Linked DNA regions of Mus musculus: regions 2 and 3 are each linked to region 1. Evidence: chromatin contacts called from public HiChIP or PLAC-seq and Micro-C data. All regions are on one chromosome and are shown on one strand. The core of a region is the stretch at or near the end of the contact, and the rest is flanking DNA. Distances in the headings are between cores, read along the strand shown.

Region 1 (3,402 bases), core at 531-3,030:
ACAAAGGTCTGACTACCAAAAGTTCGAAGTCCAGCAATCAAAAACCCCATTTAGCTCACCTAATTAACGTAGCCAATCAAATATATTCTATTACATCCCAGTCCATTCTAACACAACCCTACCGTTTTTCTCTTCTTAAAACTTACACCCGTAAGGACAGTTGCTGTTGTTTTTCTGCCTCAGTCAGAAAGTAGACAATGAAAAGAAATGGCAATACATAAAATAAAGCTCTAAACATTGGGGAGCTAGTGGCAGTGGGTGACTGCAAGGCAAAAGTGTCTTCCACACACAGCAGGAGTAGTGATATCCTTTATGAAGTAACAGGACTGTGGCAACATCTGTACATGTTCAAACCAGAAAAATAAAAATCATAAAGTGAAAACGGAAGTAGGTGCAAACTCCTTCCACTGATCAAGAAACTATATGCTGCTGCTGCTGGAAAATAAGTTTTTCTCCAATGGGATGTCACTGAGGATATCAACCATGCTCTGGGCCAGGACACAGGGCTTGAGTTGTTGTTTTGGTCTTTTTTCTTTTGTTTGGATATTTTGTTTTGTTTGTTTTGAGAGAGAGAGAGAGAGAGAGAGAGAGAGAGAGAGAGGATGAGAGAGAGAGAGAACATAAAGTTGGGTAGGGAGGGAGGTGAGGGGGGAGAATATGGGAGAAGTTGGGACAGGGGAAAACATGATTAAAAAATTTTTTTTTCCTGTACAAAAATGAAAAAGAATGCTTTCTCTAAGTGATTTTGGTATTTGTTTTTTCTAAGGTCAAGAAGTCATGGAGTGACTGTTTCTATTTAGGGATATGGGAGATCAACATGACAATGAACATAGCATTAGAGAATATGGACTTCTGGTACTTTTTTTTTTTTTTTAAACCAGAATCTTTTGAATAGGCAGACTTACCATGTGTCTGGAATTACGAGAGGATACATGGCCAATAACTTTAGCCAATTTGGAATCTTATCTCTACTCACTTTCCCCCTTTGGTCGGTGCGGGTGTGTTTGCACTCCATGTTCAGGCAGGCAGGGTCAGTATCTGGGGTGCAGAGGAGAACTTGAATAAGAGGCCATTATGATCTGTGTTTGTGCCTCCAGCAAGTCCCCAAAGCTTAACAGAGAGATGGTCCAGCTGTTGCAGAAGAAAGTCTGGGAGCCAGCCTGTGTCTTTACTCCAAGGTAGGGTGGAGCTTACTCACAGGAAGGTGACCAGTGGCGCTCTGTGGCTCAGGGCAGCAGTCGGGCGGCTGCAGCTGGAGGCGAGCGTCTGGCTCTCCTGCGCCCCGCCTCACCCGGACATCCCCGCCCGCGGCAGGTGGCGGAACCGGCCGGACCTGCTCCACTGGCCGAGCCCCGGAGCTCGGAGCCCCGCGGTGGCCAGCGGCGCCATGGAGGCGGACGCGGACCCTGAGGAGCTGACCCGGCTGCGCTCCGTCTTCGCCACCTACGACACGAACGGCTCCGGGCGCCTGGAGCGTGCGGAGTTCAGCGCGTTGTGCGCGGAGCTGCACGTGGCCGAGGCCGAAGCAGAGGCCGTGTTCAGGGGGCTCGACACGGACCGCGATGGCGCCATCACCTTCCCGGAGTTCGCGCGTGGCTTCCGCGGAGCGCTCGGTCGGGACAGTGCGGAGGCCCAGGGCGCCTGGGAAGTGGCAGAGCCGGAGAGCCCGAGCCCCGCGTGGCGGGACTTCCATGCGCGCCTCGGAGACGAGGCCCAACTCATTCCCAGGTGCGTGGTCAGGCGAACGCGGGAGGCGTGCGCTTCGCAAACGGAAAACCCAATCTGTGAGTCGCCTTTTCTGTTCGACAACTGGCGGTGATTTCTCCGCAAAGAAAAGGGAAGGAGATCTGGAGTTACGGTAGGGAAGGAGTTCAGGGTTTCCTGCAAGCTTGTGGTGGTTGACACCTGTAGCCTCCGGCAGCTGAAGCTGGCACACTCTGGGTGGCTCACAGTGACCTCACCTGTCACCTTTTTCTGCTGTTTCCCTGCCGTACTAAGAAGCTACCCTCAGCAGTTTGCTAGCTTGGCATCCTATAATATAATAGTAGTTGTGTTTGCTAAGGCCGGAAAGAAAGCTATAGCATTGCTGGATTCGCATACTTATTGATGTGCACGACGTCACTCTTTTTATTTTAAGGATAGTTTAGGAAGTACGTTTGTCTGTTTAGGACTGAATGAGAAAGAATACTAGAAATTTAAATTCACAAGCATCAAATGACTTGCTTAGTTGATTAAAAACAGAAATTTGATCTCAGGTCTTCTAAGCTGAAAAAAAATCGCTTTTATTCAGTAAATGAAAGGACACAATCACACCATGACCTTACAGATAAGGAAACATAACTTATTACCTAGTTACTAACAACGAAAGTAGTACAAGGGCGATTTTAGGGTGAGAACGTCACTCTCACCTTCGTTACATTTCCGCTTTTCACTGGAAGTTTTTTCTCCTTTGTGTTTGGAATTTAGCTGCGATTTTATTGAGCTATGGCTGTTCTTAATAGACCTGAGAGACTTCGTTTTAAGTGGGAGTTTGTGGACCTGAGACTTGGTCTCCAAGAAAGGAAAGGCCCTGGGAGGCGTCAGGTTCCTTTGGATTGCTCCACAGCACAAGCTACATCATCATAGCTTCTCCCTCCGGTAAGGGAATTTTGTGCAAGGAGGCTGAGTGACTCATTATGTTGAAAAACTGGGTGTGAGGACAAATCCCTTGCATACACGCGGGGAAAAACAAACAAACCCCTCAATGTCTCAGCCAGGGAAGTAGAAAAAAACTGAACACTGTTGCTGTAGGCTATGCTTTTTCTTCAAGCCATCTTCCCAGTACATGTAGTTATTATTCTTTTTTTTTCCTTTTCTTTATTGGATATTTTCTTTATTTACATTTCAAATGTTTTCCCCTTTCCTTGTCTTCCCTTCTAAAATCAGTATCCCACCCCACCCCCCACCCCCGCCCGCCTCTATGAGGGTGCTCCCCCTCCCCCACTCCTGTCCTCCCGCCCTGGCATTCCCCTACACTAGAGAATCTCACACCTTTAGGCCCAAAGGCCTCTCCTCCCACTGATGTCCAACAAGGCCATCCTCTGCTTCATATGCAGCCCGAGACATGAGTCCCTCTATGTGTACTTTTTGATTGATGGTCCAGTCCTGGGAGCTCTGGGGGTTCTGGCCTGTTGACACTGTTGCTCCCTCAATGGGGCTGCAAACCCCCCCCCCCCCCCAGCTCCTTCAGTCCCTTCTCCATAGTTGATTGCAAGCTTCCTCCTCTGTATTTGTCAGGCTCTGCCAGAGCCTCTTAGGAGATGGCCATATCAGGCTCCTGTCAGCAAGCAGTTCCCAGTATCTACTATAGTGTCTGGGTTTGGTGACTGTATATGGGATAGTTAATATCCACATATTAATGAG
Region 2 (3,402 bases), core at 559-3,058, 460 kb before region 1:
AAAGCAAGCCTTAGCGTTGAATTTTATTGTATTACCAATTTCGTGGAGAACTGTAAACATTATGTGTAAACTCTAAACACTAAAATGGGAAGGTAGAAACCCTGTCTCGAAAAACCAAATAAATAAATAAATAAATAAATAAATGAATAAATAAAATAAAATAAAATGGGAAGGAGGTCCTAAAACTACTTAACTAGGCAGTGCATTCCAAAACAAAGCATGATAGGTTACCAGGCCAGCAAGCTTTAAGAAAACATTAGTGAACATGCTCAATAGTAAAAAAAAATTTTTAAATTTTAAAAACGAACTTTTTTTTCCTTTTTCTTTTTTTTTCTTTTTCAATCTTAGAGACCGAACTTAAGGTGTTCAGATACTAAGCATTGGCCCTACCACTTGAGCTATATATTCCAGGCGGTGGGAACGGACCGTAAATTTTAGAGAACAAATAACCAGTAGCAGTGCAGAAATATGACCAGCAGGAATCCCTGCACTGGTGATGCAGAGGCAGGTGGATTTCCTGGAGCACCAGGTTAGCTACCATACAGAGTTCTAAGTTGGGCAGGACTACATATAAGACCCTGACTCAAAAAACAACCAAAAATACCAAAAGTTTTAACCATCACACTTTTAAATTAGAATACTAATAACTTTTCCCATAGAAAGAGTTAGGCTCCACTCCCTTCCGCCCTTTTTAAACGCAAAACTCAAGTGGGTGAAATACAGCAAAGATTGGTGCTAACCTAAGCTTACCGAGCCTATCAAAAGCGTCTCCCGGGTTCCGAATTGCTTCATTTCTAACGTAAGCTTTCTAAGCAGTACTAGGTAAATCACCAAGTGTGAGTGACCGTACTGAGTCCAAGATTTAAAAAAAAAAAAAAAAAAAAAAGTTGGTCAAGTCTTCCAAGTCTTCTCTCAGAGCACCTGACTGACTACGTGCGAGCTTGCGGGCTCAGCCACACCGGCGGCTGCCTTCTGGGTCCCCAAGAAAATCCTCAGAACTGAGTCCAGCTGCTTTCACTGCTGAGCAGAGAACACCAACTTCCAGCCCGAGCTAGACCGCCTGCCTTCTTGGCATTCCCATCGCACAACACGCCCTCTCTCCCTGGCAGTTCACATGCCGCAACGAAGTCGCATCTATTAAGCGCCCACTGTCTACCCCGCATCATGGCTCCCCCCAGGAACCGCACAAAGAAATGGCCTCAAGACGGAGGAAAGAAAAAGGGAAAGATCATCTGCTAGGGCCAAGAACGAACCCGAGTGAGGGTCGGGCTACCTGCTACCTCGCGGATCCGGACATCCCGACCCAAGGGAGGCTCGGAGGACGCACAGGCCCGGCCTTCCTGGAGTCGGCCGCAGAGGGGTCGGTCGGCGCCCCAGACCACACAGGCGTGGCAGTCCGGAGCAACAGCACCTCCGATCGGCTCCCGGGAGGCAGGCGAGCGAGCTCCCGAATCCCGAGGGCCAGAATGGACTGTCAGGGCCGCCTCCTCCCTCCCAGCTGACTGCTTTGCACCGCGGAGCGCCCAGGCCCGTGCTGCCCTGCGAAGACCGGACCGAGGCCGCCACCCTTCCCGCTCCGTCCCGACCAAGAAGAGGTTACCTGCGCCGCTGGCGGAGGTCCAGACGCCACCCGAATGAAAGGGATGAAAAGTGCGGCCTCCCCTGAGGGTTTTGGGAATCTTTGGAAGACTTGTTCCGCACTGGGTGACAGCTGTTCGCTGCGCACGCGCACGGGGCGCCACCACGGAATCCCTCCGCCGCGCTCCCCTCCCTCCCGGCTCGGAGGTGGGCGGGAGGCGGCGCGGGCGCGCAGGCTGTGCGGGCTGCCTCTGCCTGCGTGTGGCGCACGCGCCCCCACGTGACCGCTGGGCCGGGCGCTCTCTGGGTCACGTGGGTCTCTAAACTGCTTAAAGGTGCCCGACTTGAAGCCGAGACTTCCGCCTCTTGCCTAGTCTACGCTTGCCGTGCTGTATTTCCTTTTGCCTTGGGGACAAGCTCGCCTCTTCTTTCTCAAAGGAGGAAAAACACTGACGAAGCAGAAGGAGCAGGTGCGCAACAGATCTTTGTCGGATCACTCACTAGGTTCCCACAGGGGCTGGACCTGAAATAAAATAGTACACGAACACGCCTGCAGGGACTCGGTGCGAGTCTATGGCAACCCTCGGTGCAAGAACGGCTGGCTGATTTTTACCTCGAGTGGAGGTGGTCAGGAAGGCCAGACTCACGATGACATTGTCCTGTGCCGGTACACCAACCAGTGGGCTGCACCTCTGAGCCTACTTCAGTCGGAGATCCCAAGTGAGCAGTGTTCCCAAATTCCTAGCAACCAAGCCTGCCCTTGAGCAAAAAGGTCTAATACTTAAAGACTAGAGAAATCTTGATTAGGGATCCTGAATTGAGTTACCTTCCTACACGTCTGTGTAAATCTGACTTCCAAGACCGCAGAGGAATCACACAGATCTCAAACTCTTACTTCCAGATAGGTGCCTAAACACTAAGCGTTTTGCAAAGGCTAAACAGGTTTTACTGTCCCACAGTTCCTATCTGGGTTTTTTTGTTGCATTTCTTCTAGTTACTGACCAGGCATATACAAAAGTGAGCACACAGGACCATCATTTTACGTGTTGTTAGAAAACAAGGATTTCTAATGAATGTGGTGCATACTTATAACCCAGGACTTGGAACAGAGATCAGAGGACTAGAAATTCAAGATCATTCTCAACACATCATAGACCTGAAGTTAGACTGGGCTACATGATATGCTGTCTCAAAAACTGATCACCTCTTTAAAAAAAAAAAGCTCAACATAACTATTTAAATGTACTTAAATGTGTTTTTTTTAATTTATTTCTTTTTTTTTTTTTTAGGGGGAGCACTGTAAAGACAGATGGGATATGGTTAATTAACTGAAAGATAATGAGATCTAACCACCATATTTCTTTGACTGGAAAAACACCGCTTGGGGGCTAGAGAGATGGCTCAGTGGTAAAGAGCATCGACTGCTCTTCTGAAGGTCCTGAGTTCAAATCCCAGCAACCACATGGTAGCTCACAACCATCCGTAATGAGATCTGACGCCCTCTTCTAGTGCATCTGAAGACAGCTACAGTGTACTTAGATATAATAATAAAAAAATAATAATAATAATAAAACACAGCTTAGGGTTTGGAAAAATACAATTCTAAACTTACTTAACTTATATATAGTCAACTGGTAATTTTTCAATGTGGATATTATAGAGATTGGCAACCATACTCCAAAGCAATTGAATATACTAAAACTATAGTTACATATCTTAAATTTTAGGGCGTTTTGTGAACTACAAAGATTGCACATCTATTATTAAATAATTGAAATAGTTCAATGAATAAGTACTCTTATTATCCTTGCTAAGCAGAGATTA
Region 3 (3,402 bases), core at 381-2,880, 440 kb before region 1:
TCTGAGCCATTGGTGTATTGCTGTAAAGAGACACCATGATCAAGGCAACTCTTATAAAAGGAAGCATTTAACTGGGGGCTTGCTTAACATTTCAGAGGGTCAGTCCATGATCATTATGGCAGGAAGCGTGGTAGCAGATTGGTCAGCAAGGTGCTGGAGAAGTAGGTGAGAGCTACATCTTGATTCTCAGGCAAAGAGATAAACAGTAGACCAGGCATGGACTGTTGAAACAGCAAAGCCTACCCCTTGTGATGCACTTCCTCCAATAAGGCCACACCAACTCTAACAAGGCCACACCTCTTTTTTTTTTTAACATCAAGTACGTTTTTTTTTTTTTTTAATTAGGTATTTATTTCATTTACATTTCCAATGCTATCCAAAAAGTACCCCACACGGTCCCCCACCCACTCCCCCACCCACCCACTCCCCCACCCACCCACTCCCCCTTTTTGGCCCTGGCGTTCCCCTGTACTGAGGCATATAAAGTTTGTGTGTCCAATGGGCCTCTCTTTCCAGTGATGGCCGACTAGGCCATCTTCTGATACATATGCAGCTAGAGACACAAGCTCCAGGGGGTACTGGTTAGTTCATTTTGTTGTTCCACCTATAGGGTTGCAGATCCCCTCAGCTCCTTGGGTACTTTCTCTAGCTCCTCCATTGGGGGCCTGTGATCCATCCAATAGCTGACTGTGAGCATCCACTTCTGTGTTTGCTAGGCCCCGGCATAGTCTCACAAGAGACAGCTATATCAGGGTCCTTTCAGCAAAATCTTGCTAGTATATGCAATGGTGTCAGCGTTTGGAAGCTGATCATGGGACCTCTTAATCCTTCCAATCCTCAGTTCTACTCCCTAGTTACTATGCATTCAAATATATGAGGTTGTAGAGGGCCATTTTCATTCAAACCATCACAGCTACCACGTAATATCTTGGGTTTGCCTCTTTGTTTTCTTCCATGTCCAAATGCTGCCTTGTGGCAGCCTAGGATAGGTCTCTTTGTACCTGTGGCACACCTGTTTGCATGCCTGCCATTTGCCAGTTCCATCACATGGAGGCCCGGGTAAACCTTTTTGCAACTGCGCCATGTCCCAGTACCACCAGGTGGCAGCATGGACTCAAATATTCACACATCTGACATTTCCTAGCTTCAGGGCGTGGTAGAGCTGGGCATGCCTGTTTGCACACCTGGTGTGTCCAAGGGCTTACAACTGGTGGCCTGTGCACACTTGTTTGAAAGTGTGCTGTGTTTGAGAGCCACAGTGTGTCTGTGCTGGTTCACCTATTCTGATACAACCCGTTCCTATCATTACCACGTAGTGGTGTGTACATGTCTATTTGTGTATTGGCTTCACCCTACATCACAATGTGGTGGTGTGTACATGTCTGTTGCACACCTGCTATGTCTTAGCACTGTGCCTAGCACACAATTGACATGCCTGCCATGTCTTAGCACTACCATAAGCCATTGCAGGAACATCTGCCTGCCATGTTTCAGCACCACCACACAGCATTATGTGTTCGCCTGTTTCCACACAAGTCATGTCCCAGCGCCACCAAGTGGTGGCATGGGCTGGCTTATGCCTGCTGAGTCCCAGCACCACCAAGTGGCCTGCCTGGGCATGTTCTGTCTCAGTGCCACCAGATGGTGGCCTGGGCACACTGTTTTGTATTCGTGCCCAGAGCCCACTTGGTATACAGGCTTGCCTTTTTTTTTTCAGAGATAATGCATTTATAAACACAGAAATGGTTACAACAAAGATGGCCGTGATGAGCAGGTATATATGTATGTATATATATATATATCCATGTCCGGCATCTGACCGTGGCACCTAGGGAGGCTAAGTCCAGTCCTGTGTGTACCCTGAATTCTCCCTTCTCTGCAAAAGCCCGTCTGGTATTGCAGAGAACACAGCTACCACAGCTCCCAGAGCTCCAAGGACTGGACTCCTTGGATAGCGAGACTGAGTATATAGGCCCTTGGTTGGCAGAGAAGGAAGGAGGCTGTTAAGGAAAAATAACTCATACTCTTAAGCCACCCTTGGTCTCCGGGGAATCTCTGGCACCTTGGCAACCATGAATCAGCTATTGCCCCCTTACAAATAAAAAGGTATAGTCATCACCCAATATAAAGTGAGCTCACAGGGGTCAGACCACGTGCAAAAATCTATTCTTTTACAGGTAAGCATAAAATGGAAGGCTGGTGGCATTTAGAGCTTCCTTCTCTGTTATCTGGGAGGGCCAGCCACTAGTCTTCCATCAACCTCAACTTTGAGGATGAAGAGAGAGAAAGGTAAGCGCCCCCACACTGGATAAGATGTGAGCTCCCAGCGGATCCTTCTCTCAAGCACCAAGCCCCGGTTTTAAAAGCTCTGCCTGGATGGGGGCTGCTGGGTAACACTATCAGCCCAGGATTCCTTGGCCAATCAGGAGCAGCTGGATGGGGGCTGCTGGGTAACACTATCAGCTCAGGATTCCTTGGCCAATCAGGAGCAGCTGGATGGGGGCTGTTGGGTAACACTATCAGCCCAGGATTCCTTGGCCAATCAGGAGCAGCTGGATGGGGGCTGCTGGGTAACACTATCAGCCCAGGATTCCTTGGCCAATCAGGAGCAGCTGGATGGGGGCTGCTGGGTAACACTATCAGCCCAGGATTCCTTGGCCAATCAGGAGCAGCTGGATGGGGGCTGCTGGGTAACACTATCAGCTCAGGACTCCTTGGCCAATCAGGAGCAGCTGGATGGGGGCTGCTGGGTAACACTATCAGCCCAGGACTCCTTGGCCAATCAGGAGCAGCTGGATGGGGGCTGCTGGGTAACACTATCAGCTCAGGACTCCTTGGCCAATCAGGAGCAGCTGAGGTTAAGGATGGTTATCTTGCGAAGAAAAGCCATGCCTGAGACCCAAGGAGCTGGAGACAGGACTTGTCAAGGAAGAAGAGAACTTTCCCACCAAGAAGAGTTGACAAAGGAGGGACCAGGACTTCTCCCCGTTCCGATGGATGGCAGTACGGATCTCTAAGAGCTGGCCAGGTGCTCCACCTGGATGGTGCTGGTGGTGACAGTGAGGCAGATGTCTTTATGATGCTCTGCCGGCTTCTAGGGGGTCAGGTCAAAGGAACACTGGGGTGGAGGGTTTGGGTTGCTGTCTCCACCACCCCCTCCCTGGGGAGCTGCCCCAGGGGACTGAAGTGTGGTGGTTGTGGAGGTGGCTGCTGCTGCTGCTGCTGCTGCTGCTGCTGCTGCTGCTGCTGCTGCTGCTGCTACACTTGTGAAGCATGGGCCTGGGCCTGAGCCTGGGCCCAGGCTGGGGCCTGGACCTGGGCTTGGGCCTGAGCCACTGCTGCTGCCGCTGCTGCTGCTTGCACTTGTTGAAGATCAGGAGGGTTGTGTTTGCGCATATGTTT

Evidence for each region. A called contact is a pair of places that touch in the nucleus more often than the background predicts. HiChIP or PLAC-seq counts read pairs in DNA pulled down with a chosen protein or histone mark.
Region 2: an H3K27ac HiChIP or PLAC-seq map of epiblast stem cells shows a contact between it and region 1, with 3 times the contacts expected there. The contact joins the promoter of Kdm4c here to the promoter of Rasef in region 1. A contact is called at or near these places in 5 of 39 promoter capture datasets (cranial neural crest, embryonic stem cells, hippocampal neurons and 2 more), 1 of 484 Hi-C or Micro-C datasets (embryonic stem cells), 3 of 115 datasets of contacts at active chromatin or transcription factors (embryonic stem cells and epiblast stem cells) and 2 of 9 other capture datasets (embryonic stem cells and pancreatic islet).
Region 3: a contact with region 1 is called in a Micro-C map of embryonic stem cells, with 5 times the contacts expected there. The contact joins the enhancer-like site here to the promoter of Rasef in region 1. A contact is called at or near these places in 5 of 39 promoter capture datasets (cranial neural crest, embryonic stem cells, hippocampal neurons and 1 more), 3 of 484 Hi-C or Micro-C datasets (cerebellar granule neurons and embryonic stem cells) and 1 of 9 other capture datasets (embryonic stem cells).

Annotation. Positions count from the first base shown.
Region 1 is chr4:73,788,980-73,792,381 of GRCm38.p6, reverse strand. It overlaps Rasef (RAS and EF hand domain containing), which reads left to right and starts at 1,780. Exons shown (of 18, transcript NM_001017427.1): 1 at 1,780-1,858. Gm11240 (predicted gene 11240) reads right to left here and starts at 1,138. Exons shown (of 3, transcript NR_046042.1): 1 at 977-1,138.
Region 2 is chr4:74,250,285-74,253,686 of GRCm38.p6, reverse strand. It overlaps Kdm4c (lysine (K)-specific demethylase 4C), which reads right to left and starts at 1,808. Exons shown (of 22, transcript NM_144787.2): 1 at 1,601-1,808.
Region 3 is chr4:74,229,364-74,232,765 of GRCm38.p6, reverse strand. It overlaps the pseudogene Gm11405. Among named protein-coding and RNA genes, the nearest start is that of Kdm4c, 21 kb to the left of the region's middle. Within about 2 kb of position 1,630, at least 22 of the 459 cell types and tissues checked have an H3K27ac peak or open chromatin away from gene starts, as enhancers often do. A contact at or near this core is called in embryonic stem cells, where this site is marked.